Linked DNA regions of Mus musculus: region 2 is linked to region 1. A link is a contact called in public HiChIP or PLAC-seq data. All regions are on one chromosome and are shown on one strand. Each heading gives the region's core, a stretch centred on a gene start, on an enhancer-like site or on the middle of the called end of the contact. The rest is flanking DNA. Distances are from core to core; before and after follow the strand shown.

Evidence for each region. HiChIP or PLAC-seq counts read pairs in DNA pulled down with a chosen protein or histone mark.
Region 2: a contact with region 1 is called in an H3K4me3 HiChIP or PLAC-seq map of the SCID.adh cell line, with 10 read pairs. The contact joins two enhancer-like sites. A contact is called at or near these places in 4 of 115 datasets of contacts at active chromatin or transcription factors (the SCID.adh cell line, craniofacial prominence, embryonic stem cells and 1 more) and 4 of 9 other capture datasets (adipose tissue, embryonic stem cells, liver and 1 more).

The regions. Positions count from the first base shown.
Region 1 is chr10:25,093,500-25,100,399 of GRCm38.p6, forward strand. All of the region lies in intron 1 of Gm51762 (a long non-coding RNA gene), which reads left to right. Among named protein-coding and RNA genes, the nearest start is that of Gm51762, 9.3 kb to the left of the region's middle. Within about 2 kb of position 3,247, at least 1 of the 459 cell types and tissues checked has an H3K27ac peak or open chromatin away from gene starts, as enhancers often do. A contact at or near this core is called in the SCID.adh cell line, where this site is marked.
Region 2 is chr10:25,191,750-25,198,605 of GRCm38.p6, forward strand. All of the region lies in intron 7 of Akap7 (A kinase (PRKA) anchor protein 7), which reads right to left. Among named protein-coding and RNA genes, the nearest start is that of Gm36313, 41 kb to the left of the region's middle. Within about 2 kb of position 4,847, at least 3 of the 459 cell types and tissues checked have an H3K27ac peak or open chromatin away from gene starts, as enhancers often do. A contact at or near this core is called in the SCID.adh cell line, where this site is marked.

The DNA of each region.
Region 1 (6,900 bases), core at 1,997-4,496:
TCTGGCTGCTGTCAGATCAAGATGCAGAACTCTCAGTTCCTCCTGCACCATGCCTACCTGGGATGCTGCTATGTTCCCGCCTTGATGATAATAGACAGAACCTTTAAACCTGTAAGCTCGCCTCAGTTAAATGTCCTTTATATGTGTTGCCTTGGTCATTGTGTCTGTTTGCAGCAACGGAAACCCTAACTAAGGAAGTTGAGGAATTAAACAAATCCATAGATCCTAGAGTAAATCCCTCTGATTGGTGTTAGCCATTGAACCAGGGACAGCACTAAAAGTAGAAGAGCATAAAACTCAGAAAAAGAGCCAGAAAAAATTAATTTCCAAGCACATGACTACTTACCACATTTTCTAAAAATCACTCATTTTCCTAACTAGAAAAAGGATAACATCAGTCTTTTGAAGTTAAAAAAAAATAGTAATGTGCTTAATTTTATGTAGAAAAAAATTATTGAACAATTTGATCTACCATGTTCAGTTCTTTAAGAGAAAATTACTATATTTTGGTCCCAAAATTAGGAGCAAATGATATGTCCTATAAACATTTCTTCTTTTCATGTAATATTATAAAATTTTTCAATATTGTTTAAACCGTGTTTGAAATAATATTCATAATAGTGCTATTTCCAAAAATATGATCAAAATTATTCAATACAATTTGCCAGAGTAGAGTTACATCTGGTTTGTCATGATTGAATAATACTTCAGTGAGTATACTAGTGTATAAATCACTCTTGCTTCCTTAGTTAGCATTAATTGTAAGCACATTACTCAGGAGAGGAAATTGAATATTTAACAGCCAACTTTTAAAAAATGTTTCTAAATGCAGAAATTATTTCTGTGTAATTACATACAAGGATCTTAGTTAAAGGTCGTGTGTGGAGAATTGATGTGCAAATTAGTTCGTTCACTATTTTCTTTTATTTTAAATAGATGTTTTCCATACAATATATTTTGAATACAATTTCCCCTCCCCCAAATCCTCCCAAGTCCTCTCCGCTTCCCTCCTCCTTTGGATCCACACCTTTTCTATCCCCTTAGGAAAAACAATAACAACACCACCCAGGCATCTAAGAAATAATAATAAAATAAGTCAACAAACAAACAAATAATTGGACTATGCAAAAACAAACAAGGGGCCAAAGAGAAAAGCATAGGAAACACATGTGGACTACATCTACAGACACACACCTTAGCTTGACAGCGATGGAAAGATGCCCTGACTCTGCCTTTGCTGGTGTCAGTAGGGTTGTAGCTTCAGTTATTCCCATGGTGATAGGCTGGATTAGCCATTACTTAAACTTTATCCATCTTGCTAATGCTATGATCGTGTATCTCCAAATGTTCATAGATCGGAAACTTAATTTTCAACTCAACAGTATTGAGAGGTGAGGCCTTCCAAGGATGATTAGGTCATAAGCCTATGGCCTCAAGAATTCATTCATATCATTATTACAGGGGCAGGTTCACTATCATGGTGTGGGTTCTCCATCGAGGCATGAATTTGGCCCCTTTCCCTTTCTTATATATGAGTGCACTCACCACATGGTATCTTCTGCCATGTGGTGACACACGAAAGTGTCCTTGGCGGATGAAGCCACTCGAAACTGAAATTTCCAGCCTCAGAATGGGAACCAAGGAAATGTGTATTGCTCATAACGTGCTCAGTCTGTTGTATTCTGTTATGGCAGCACACCACCAATTAAAACATTGTTTGCATCCATCAACATATACTTTACCTTGCTAGAACCAGGGTTCAGCTGTTAGGGTGCTTGTCAAACACACATGAAATCCCAGGACCCATATAACTAAATGTGGTGACACATGTCTCCACACATGTCCAATCCTTCGAGGACATCTTCAGCACATGGAGAGTTTGAGGCTGGCCTAGACTAATAAAACTGTACTTAAAATGACCCCAAAAAAGTCGAAATACATTGCATCTCATAAAAATGTGCAAGTATTCTGTCCATTAACACATTTAATTAAAAAAGAAAAAGCCTAACAGAGCTGGGCCGCTCCTTGCTAGATTGTTTGACTAGAAGGAACAGGTTTTCTTGAGAAATTGTGTGTGTGGGCTCTGTTGTTTCTAGCTCCTCGTCTCGGGTCAGCTTCCTGGTGCCAGGGGACCTCGTGCAACATTTCTCTCTCTTCCCAACTTTCCAAGTCCCATACATTTGACTTACACATAACTCCTAAGATGTTTAGTAGTATTTAGGAAGGTAACTAGAGAATAATATGTCTATTCTATGGAAACCAAAGGGTTTCCCCACTGTTGAACATCTGACTACTATCAATTAAACAGTTCAATAACTATCAAGGCCTGGAGACTTGGTTCGGCTTCATTTTTCTTTTCTTTCTTTTTTTGGGGGTTTGGGGCACAGACTTACTCTGTGACCCAGGTTGGCCTGGAACCTCTAATCATACTGCCTCAATTTCCTGAGTTCCTACTCTGCTGGCCTGCACCACCGTGCCTAGCCTACTGTATCTACAAGTCTTACTTCTTTCCAACTGTTCTGATGGGCATGGTCATCAACCTTACTGCCTCACCTTCTAAATCTCTCCCCTCCCCCTCCCCTTCCCCTCCCCCTTCCCCTCCTCCTTCTCCTCCCCCTCCCTCTCTCTCTATTCTCACTTCTTTTCACTGGTTTCTCTCATCTTGTCAGAAGACAAAGGATGGCAAATTATTTTTCCTGTACTTTCTTGAAAGCTTGGTGAAATCCATCTACTCTCTGCAGGTGCCTGTCTCAGCAGCCTGAATCCAGTGGCAGTTTCCCCTGCTGTTATTAAATGGCCCTGAGTCCTTTCTAATTCCACGATTAGGAACAGACAGTGATTATTTCAGCCTAATTTCACATTATATTCTAAAACATTTCTGGCTTAGGAGCCACTGTGTGTTCTCAATGTACCAAAGTCAAAGTCATCTTTAGAAACAAAGCAATGGAGGGAAATACGTGCTTTTATGTGTCTTTTCTTAAGTGATAAAATTAAGGAATGGATAAAGTGTGATCTTCAATAGGACATCTTGTCACTGACAATAATTGCCACAAGTACTTTGAAATTCCTTAGGGATTCATGTAATCACCGACCCTCTGGAATAAGCCAAGATATTAGTCACCAAGATGAAGAACATGAAGTCTTAATCCTCAGTCCACACAGGAACACTGATGTAACACCAGTGTGGTCACGACCACCTTTGTGTCAGGAGCAGAACCTGCTGCTGGAGGTAAAGCATACTCGACGAAAAGACAAAGTGGAGGACAGCTTCACTGAGATCAGGGACAGGAGAAGTCTCACTTCACTGATGCCGTCCCCTTCCCCAAGCTGCAAGGGTTTCTGCCCAAGTCTACAGCTTCTCACTCAAAAGCAGAGAGGAGAGGAGACCGCATATTCAATGCCCCTGGTCTTTCAGTGCACTGTAGGAGGAGCCAGTCCCAATCTTGTTTGACATGGAGCAGATAGAACAATTTTGACACCTGAGGGGCTGTTAAGAATGAAACAAAAAAATGGGAGGCTTGCCAAGCCCGGTACAGCTCTGTGATGTTGGAAGTACTCATGTAACTCCTTTGGTTTTCTCCGCAGGAAAAGGGGGGTGGGGTGGGGGGGTGCTCCTTCAACACCCTAGTTCATAGCACACAAGGCAAACACCAAAAATCGAATCAAATTACAGGTTCATGCAACCGCTAATCTTCTAGACAGATGTCTTTACAAGTGCGGAGAAGACACATTCATGCTGGCCTGCCAGCCTTCTAGAATCTCCACCAGCATGCTGGCGAGTCTCTCTGCCGATTCCAGGCCATAAAGAGCTGAAAGTGATGTAAAGCAAAGAAGCAAGGAGACATGGCACAAAGTCTCAAATCCAACCCCCGCCCCACACACACATACCAAGCTCTGTCATTTGCCTGGTAAATAACTTAAAATAATTATCTTAAGGAAACTCAGCGAGCCACAAAAGAATAGAGATATTAAAAAAAAAAAAGAAAGAAAATGAGGCAAAACTTAAGATGTAAGAAAGGGACAAAAATGATTACAAAGAACCAAACAGACATTTTGGAGCTTGGATAATATGACTAACTCAGAAATCTCAGAGCTTAAGGTTATGATAGAACCTTAAGTTAAGTAAAAAGGTTAAAAAAAAAACCTACCTGAAATTTTCATGAAAGGGATTCAATAGCAGGCTTTACCAAGAAGAAAGAATCAACAATTCTGGAGCTGGAGGGATGACCCACAAGTTAGAACACTTGCTGTTCTTCCAGAAGACAAGAGTCTGGTTCTGAGCTTCCACGGCTGCTATTCAGGACCATCTGTAACTCTAGCTCCACGGGCTTTTCTAGCCTCTGCAGGCACCTGCACAGACATGGCATTCACACACACACACATACACACACACACACAAAACACACACACAAACACACACACACACACATACACACACACACACACAAAAACACACACACAAACACACACACACACAAACACACACACACACACATACACACACACACACACAAACACACACACACACACACACACACAATTTAACAAAAGAATTAGTAATTCAAAGAGATGTTAACAGGAGTTGCTCTGAGGAGAAATAGTGTAGAAAGACCCGAGGAACTTTTAGAACATCACCAAGCAAAACAGGGAAAGTAAAGAGGGGGGAAAAACTATATAAAGAAACAACGACTCAAAGTTTCCTAAGTCTAGGGAGGAAAACTGGCATCCAGAGAATTCTAAGGAATTCTCAAAATAAACAATGAAGTGCCAAAAGACAAAGACAGAATTTTGGACACTGAAAAAAAAAGTTAAAAGGACGGGAATCATCTAAGGACTTTTAATAATGCTCACTGGAAGCTTGGCAGGCCATGAATAATCGAGAGGATACAGTCAAAGTACTTAAAGCAGGGGCTAGTGGGGAGAGAAAACATGCCATCAAAGAGAATTCTATATTGAGCAAAACTGCCCTTCAGATATAATGGAGAGATAATGACTTCTTCAGACAGACAGAAGCTGAAGGGCCTGTCTTATATGGCATCCTAGGTTGAAGTATCTGAGCAGAAATGAAAGAATACCAAACATTTCATATTCACATGAGAATATAAAAGTGTAAAATTCGCCAAAATATTGTGCATAGATGGAGATTATAACAATGTGGACTACCATATACCAATCACTCTTTATTCTTGCAGAAAGTAAAACAGCCTAAATACAAGTATAAATGCCTTTAATAGATGAACAGTGTAAGCCTATGAAAGGTGTGAATCAAGAACATAAAAGATGGCAGGGAAATAAACGTGTACCATGTTGTATGCAATTAAGTTGTCAGCTACAATTGATGCTGCTGTGGTTACTATGTGTTTTCTATATGCCTCATGGTAGCCACGAAGAAAATTGCCCATAAAAGATGGAGATAAGAGAGGGAGGAAATGAAAGCTTATCACCACAAAAAAGTCAACAAAGTGCAAAGGCAGAGAGACAGAGCAAAAGACAAAAGACAGGCGTAAAACAATTTAAATAGCACTCATAAGATCTTGCTTATCAATAATTAAAGGGAAATGGATTAAGTTTTCCAATCACAGACAAAATAGCTATATGGACTTTCAAGACAAGATCCAATTATGTGCCATCAACAGTTGGTTCATTCCAGAATTAAAATCACACATAGGTTATAAGTGAAGAAAGGTGCTAGGGGCAGAACATGTGTGTTCCTCTCCCCATCAATTCACGTGTTGAAATCCTACCCACTAATGTCATATAAGTAGGAGGTAAGATCATCAGGGTGCAATGTAGCTTAGATGTGTTCCTGAGAATCGTGTCTTCATCACTTGGATTCCAACCTTTATAAGAGTCCCAAGATTGCTTTCTTTCCTTCTGCCCTGTGACTGTTTCCAGAAACTGAAAATCTGTAACCAAGAAGTTCTCTATCAGAATCCCAACGTTAAATTTCTAGTTTTGTGGACTAAAGCATAAGTTGTGTTATTTATAAGTTACATAGTTTAAGGCAATTTACTATAATTGCCTGAGCCAACCAAAGTAGATTAAAAAAAAAAAAGATATTTCTGATATGTAGCAGCCAAAAGAGTGCAGAGGAAGTTATGTTAATATGAGAAAATGGTTTATTTTAAGCCAAAAACTTTTTCAATAAATAGAATCATTATGTAATGATACAGGGGTTAATTCAATAGGAGATAAAATAATTATATATACATCACACATTAGAGCACCTAAATACATCAAGACAGAAATTATAAAGGAAATGGTGGATTTGTGTGTCACCATAGATTATACAGACATTCCAGACATGAAGAGTATTCCACCATCAGCAACAGAATACGCCCTTTTCATGCATGCTCAAAGATAGGTTACCTCTCCATCACAAAACACGCCTTTCAAGCTTACCAAGAATAAAATCATGCCAGTTATAGTTTCCAACTACAATTAAATAAAACTTTAAATCAGTATGGGGAGAACTTAAGAAGTGGGTTGAAAAGAAACAAGATATTCTTTAAAATAGTGGTAAGCACTCATTGACAAATGGATATTAGCCCAGAATCTCAAAATATCCAAGATACAATTCACAGACCATATGAAGTTCAAAAAGAAGGAAGACCAAAGTGTGGATACTTCTGTCTTTCTTAGAAGTGGGCACAAAATACCCATGGAAGGAGTTACAGAGACAAAGTGTGGAACAGAGACTGAAGGAAAGGCCACCCACACCTGTGGATCCATCCCATATACAATCACCAAACCCAGACACTATTGTGTATGCCAATAAGTACTTGCTGACAGAAGCCTGATATAGCTGTCTCCTGAGAGGCTCTGTCAGTGCCTGACAAATAGAGGTGGATGCTCTCAGCCAACCATTGGACTGAGCACAGGGTCCCCAGTGGAGAAGCT
Region 2 (6,856 bases), core at 3,597-6,096, 100 kb after region 1:
GGGCCCTCCCTCCCTTGCCAGCAGCACCAGGGAATGCCATCTCTGTGGGGAGGAGAGAACCTTATTTCCTTCTCCACCAAGCATCTTGCTTATACATCACTTCTTTCCTGGTGTTACATTTTTTTCTATACATACATATTTTGTTTATAAATATCCTTAACTAAATTAGTAAGTTGAGGAAACAGTATTTGGAAGTAGGAAATTGTAAGTTTCAAATATCTTCTACATGGCTTACCATAAAATTAGCATTCGCATCCCAGTTAACACAACATTTAAATGTAAGCTACACTCACTGTTTTCAGGTTTTGTCTATGACTGTTTCCCAACTGAAAGATTTATTTCAGTAGTCCTAAGCTCGGTTAACTTTAAACTCTGACATTATGAATGTTCATCATGGGGCACTTAATTTCCTAAAATGTGTATTGTAGGAGCTGTGTTTGCTCATATCAAATTGTAAATGTCACCAATGAGAGAAGCTTAGCTCAAATACCAGCCAAGGTGGCAATTAACATTCTGTCACTGAACTTTCCTGACTTGGTTCTACAGTCTTCCTGGCATGGGAAGAGTTTGGAATCATGGGAAAGGTGTTGCATCATGGGAAGGGTATTGCATCATGGGAAGCTAGTGGCACCATGGAAGAGCGTGGTCTCCTGGGTGTGGCATCACCTGCTAGAAACTTTGAGTTGGCTTGTACTACTGAGAGGACAATACACCTTGGAATTCAACAAACTTCTGCTTTGAAAACGCATGTAAATTTAAAAAGAAACCTCCAACAGTAACAGCTATGCGTAACTCATCCCTGGGTCCTCTCAACACCTCGTCAGAGCTTTCTAGATGGGGAGAGCCCAGCAGTGTTAGCAGAAATAAGACAAAACTTTGCTCTACACATCTTTTATGAAAGGCCAGATCTCAGTGCAATGAAACACAGCATGAAATTTCTAAGAAGTCAGTGAGGTGCTGTTCTTCACTGGGGTAGTGAAGTACATCTCTTATCAGAATATACACTGGGGTGTGGCACATAATAAGCCCATTGAGTGGAAGTTCTCTGCAACAATGAGAACATGTTAATGTATAAGCAGAGATATAGTTTAAGTCAGTTTGGCAGAAGCCACGATCCACACCTACTATAAACATGGAAAGTCCCATAAAACAATGTCCAAAGTCTATGGTTGCAGGTGATAAAAGTTTAACCCAGATACAGTTAAGCAAAGAGAGGCAACTATGTATTGCTTTGTGGACTGGAGAAGTTCTTACACATGGCTGAAGTGATGGGATGGCCTTTCTCCCTCCCCTGGCTCTTCTATTATCTGTGCTGGCTTCATTTGTAGAATGGCCCTCTGTTGGACCTTAAGAAGACTAATGTGTGACAATGTGTGAGCCACACATTTCTCCCAGGGCAGGAAGCAAGATATTGTGATAGACATGACCTCAAGAACACAGGTAGAGAATTTTCTAAAAGAAGGACACTCTGTTGAGCTGAAATTCTAAGTGCTAATCCCCTTCTATGGTAAGCTAAAAATAAAACATCACTGTGTCAAATTAATACTATGTGCAATTAACATAGTCTTTATTTATTGTAGAGAAATCATATCTACCAAGTATATCAAAGAAGAGTGGCTAGCAGGCAAGTGCATTATAAATATTAGCTAAATCTTGATTAACATTTAATTTTTATGCCAGGTAGATACTATTTAAGATTGGGGTATGGAGTGTAAAAATTAAACAGTAAATTCCAAAACCAAAATTCCAAACTGGGTCACTATGTCTTTTTAAAGTCTCTTTGCTTTGGGTAAAATGGACAAAAATTAAACAGATCTATGGGAAATTGTTTATCGCACATCTTCAAAGGATTTTACAAGATTTAAACTAATACCTGAAATTCTTCTGAGGATATTAGGTCACAGCACACTGCTGGAGAACGGGATGTCGTGTAAATTTTGCTTTTATTTCCTCAGATGATGGAATGCGACAAGAGCCATACCTAAACTCTGCAAATACCCACCTCAGAAACACCAGGAGCTTCCTTCTCTGCTCTAACTATCCCTGGGCCTACACCTGGGAGCTTCCTGCCTCTGCACAATCTAATCTTCCAAGCTGCCTGATTCAATCTGGCTTCTCTCAGTTCTGATTGAAATGCTCTGCTTGACCTCATACTGACTTTCGCTCTAATCTTCTGACTCCTTCTCATTCTATGGCTCATTCTGTCTTCACCTGTGTCTAGCTTGTTCTTTCTGCAAATTTCATCCCTCCACACACACTCTCTCTTCTCTTCTCTTCTCTTCTCTTCTCTTCTCTTCTCTTCTCTTCTCTCTTCTCCTCTCTTTTCCTCTCTCTCTCTCTCTCTCTCTCTCTCTCTCTCTCTCTCTCTCTCTCTCTGTCCCTCCCTCTTTTTCTCTCTCTGCTCTTAAGTAAACTCTCTTTCCTATGAGAGTTGGATGTAACCTATCTCTGACTCATTCTGTCAGATCTTTCTCTGATTCATCACTTTGTCTGCCCCTCAATTAGATGTCATTTTCAAACATGGCTGCTTCCTTCTACAAACTAACCTTAACTTCATTGTTAGGGATTAAAGGTGCATACTAAGGGCATGATGGTATTCCAGCCAGATCATGCTGCAATCCCAGAATCTGCATTCTGGCCAGATCATTTAGGCTTAGAAGGCCTTTGGATGTAATTCCTTGGATTAAAATTCCTGTATAGCATCAGAAAGCCAACTCTGTTTTGTCATATGCCCAGAAAAGAGGATATAGTGTGTGGTCACAGCAGCTGATGGCTGCCATAAGGACTGGATATATTCCTACAACCAAGGTACTCCCACAAAAAATTACCCAGCATTTCCCTCGATGTTCAATGTTCAGAGGTCCTAAGAACGACACTGAAAGGAAACACAATGGTCACCACAGCCTGTGAACTAACAGAGTCAGGGAGGTGAAACATGAACAGTAACCGTTAGCATTTGCTCTAATGTTTCCATTTTAGAAACAAACCTCTGGGGTGTACATCACTTAGCAGTGGGAAAATCTAATCAGTATTGACTATGGCTAAATGGTTTACATTGTATAACATGACTGAGGACACCACTACATTGCCCAAAGAGATCTTATGTCCAGTACAGTCCTGATTGCACAGTGTGCTGCTTTCTCTGCTCAGAAGGGGTAATAGAGATTGAGCAGTCTGGGACCCAGGCTTTCGGCCAGCTTCAGCCCCAGTACTCCAGAGGACAATAACTGAGATAGTCCCCACTTCTCTGGCTGTCAATAACTTTCCCTCAGAAACAGGGCAGCTAGGAGCATATATTTAATAATTGATCTTCATGAACACTTTGAACATAACCCTGGCACAGTACCTGGCAGATGGCAGGCATCCAAAAAGTTAAACCAAAGTGGAGGTAGGGATGGGAAAGAGAAGGCAGCAGAGAAGGAAGAGAAATTGTGTTTGTTTGCATTTGTTTGATTTTGTTTTTCAAGTCAGGATTTCTCTGTGTAGCCCTGGCTGTCCTGGAACTCACTCTGTAGACCAGGCTGGCCTTGAACTCAGAGATTAGCCTGTCTCTGCCTCCAAAATGCTAGGATTAAAGGTGTATGCCACCATGCCCAGCTTGGAAGAAAGATTTTTAAAAGCAATCTTCGATTGATTCTTGTAGCCCCTAGCCTTTTGGCACTAAGAGGCAAATGGGGGGAAATCATAATGCTTTTTAGAAAGATTTTTATATTTTTGTGTCTGTGTGCATGAATGCCACATGTGTTTGTGCCCATAAAGGCCATAAGAGGGCACTGGAGTCACTGAAGCTTAGGACCTAGGATTTAAACTCTGATCCTCTAAAAAAGCAAGTGCTTTTAGTTGCTATGCCATCTCTCCAGCCCCATAGGAGTTTTTGATTGGTTGGTTGGTTGGTTGGTTGGTTGGTTAAAGAAATATTATTTTATTATTTGTGTGTATTCGGAGTTTAAGGGTATTGGTCTTTATTGTTGTTATGTATAGATTTATTTTTACCTGTATGTAAGACGGCTGGGTATGTACACATGAGTTCAGTGCCTTCAGAGGCTAGAGTTATTAGAATTTCCAGGAACTAAAGTTACAGGCAGTTAGAAGCTACCCAGTGTTGAGACAGGGAACCAAACTGGGGTCTTCAGTAAGAACAGTATGTACCTATACATGATCTCACAGAGACTGCAGCACTTCTAAGCTGAGAGGAGACACGGACACATGCTCTCATACTGCCCCCGAAAGCTATCTCCAACCGATAACCACTTACAAGTTAAAAATTAGTTTTCTCCAAGAGACTCTCACTGGGAAAACAAATCACACTTAAGGGTAGGTCCCAGACACAGAGGTAGATGGCCGTCACAAAATGAACTCCATGGCATCTGCAGCCCCTTGCCTCCAGAAGGCTCCCATTTGTTTGTTTGTATCTGGGCATTCCCCTTAGCCTTACTGGTCCTCTTGTATAAATATGGCTCCCATTTTTGTCCTTTTATAGGACTGCTATGTGTGTGTGTGTGTGTGTGAATGAGTGTGTCTGTGCATCTGTCTGTGTTCCTTATGCCTTTTCTTCTGTTTGCTTTGTCCTATTCCAAGATGTTTGTTTTTGTTTTGTTTTATTTTGTTATTATTCCTTAGATGCGGTTTGTTTTTGAATGAGAGACAGGAAGGGTATGGATCCAGATGGGAGGGAAAGTGAAGAGGAAGCGAAAGGAGCTGGGGGAGGGGAAACATAGGGTATGAAAAAAGATCTATTTTCAATAAAAACAAAGAACAGCATGTGCTCTTAAACATTAAGCCACACCCCTATCCACAGTAGTTCTTAACCTTAGTCATAGCAAATGCTGCCATGTGCATAGCCTAACAGGAAATCAGTAGCCTCCTCTTCACTGACAAGAACTCACAACATGTCTACAGTCAGGGGACACCATGTGCAGGGCCTGCTGCAATTACAGGGATACACAACATGTTCTTAACTTTAGGTACTGGACAGCCATGTGAAGAGACAGAGCACACACACGAAATACAACCACGAAGCCCGCATGTGTAGAGAACTGACGAGCAGCATCATAGAATGCTAATAGCTGAACTGTCAACACATGGCTTTGATGCCCAGTGCCCCTGTAACGTCCCTAACAAGGCTGCCATCCTATGCATGCACACTTGCGGTGAAAGGGGACCTGCCTCAGGAGGCAGCTCATACCTTCTGTGACCACTCACCTGTCCTTTTTACACAGAGTGCTTCAGAACAAGAAAGTGTTTGCTGGGAAAACAACAACAGGAATGCTGAGGGATTAGTTATAGAAGTGTCTACCTCCCAGATCTCCACTGAGGCTCTCTTAGTAACGTATTAAATGTTGCTCAGTGCACCTTTTGCCTTGATGCTTTTATTCATGGACATTCCTTCCAGAGTACTAAAAACCAGGAAATCCAAAGGGGAAAAGGTCTAGAAAGGATTCAGAAAGAGCTATATTGATGAACAGCTACAGCACTTGGTATCGCTAGGACATCTGCTATAACCTTAGTGTCAGGAATATTCTACACAGGATATAAAAATCTCATTTTCTACAGATCATCAACTAATTCTCAGTATTCTACTTACTTTAGTCCAAAATTTAAAAATATCAAACTTGGGGGAGGGGGTGTTCAAGCACTGGGATTCAAGTAAAAACAGTTTTGCTGCTTCCATTTGTTAACTGATGCCCAAGCCACAGTGAGCTCCACTACCTTCCAGGTATGCAAAGTTCATTTTCAGCATGAACTTGGGCCCTTTAGAATTGGTTGATAAGAGAATTGTTCTGTTTGCTATTAACAGATTAACATGGTAGCACTAATGAATCAATTAAATCAGAGTCCCTGCCACCCACCACCACCACCACCAAAGGGCCAAAGCAGGATAAACCAGCAGGAGCGGAGGTCCCACTTGACTCTTACCCCTTGGCCCGCTGGATCTATCCTGGCTGAGTCTCTGTAGGTCTGCAGAAGATGGATTTTCCAACTCACCTGTGTTTTGAGAATGATACCCACAAATATAACTATTCACTAACATCCCACTGGATTCTCTCTGATTTGAGCCACCCTCTGGAAGAGCAGAGGAGAGCCATGACCCTTTGTGACAGAATTAGGAGGCTGGGTCATGGACATGAGCACTCTTGTGCTCTGCCCCTGGCAGATATACAAAGAGCAGGAGACTTGAAGCAGGCTAACAAGGCTACTAAGTATCTGGGAACCCTACAAGAAACCACATCTGCATCGTTGGGTGTTACTGTATAATCCAATGACTGGAGCAAAATGATTCTGTACCTCTCACATGTCTTTTGTGGCTTTTAAAAACACATTCCCAATGCAACTTAAAGACTGGATATGTCCGGTCAGTGCTGACTTATGCTCTTCTTGAGACATACCAGGTAATGAAATCTCCGCCCCCTTTTTGACACCCACCCCTAACTGGATAAGTTTTATTAGGCAAGCACTATCAGCAGCTTGGACTTCGACAGGAATGTATGTGTGCATGGGGTACGTAAATGGGGGCGGGGATGAAGTCATAACAAAACCAGAGGTAGGAGAAAGAATGGCGTGGAAGGAATGTGTAAGCCAGGGGCCGGCTGGAGTTCGTGTGGAGAGGGAGCAGGGTGTGAATGCATGGGCGCTGTATTCCTGGATTGGGTGATTCCTTCAGACACACCATGCCATTCTCCTTTACCTTTGGGAAAGTTCAATTTTCAGAAAGAGAGAACCCAAAGAGCATTACAGAGAACTCCCCATAAACCAAAATTAGAAGCACTGTGTCTAGAAATGCAAGAGTTCCCTCTGCAGCAGTCCCAGACGACAAAGACAGAACCCAAGCACCTCGCTGCACTCACTACCCGGGAAC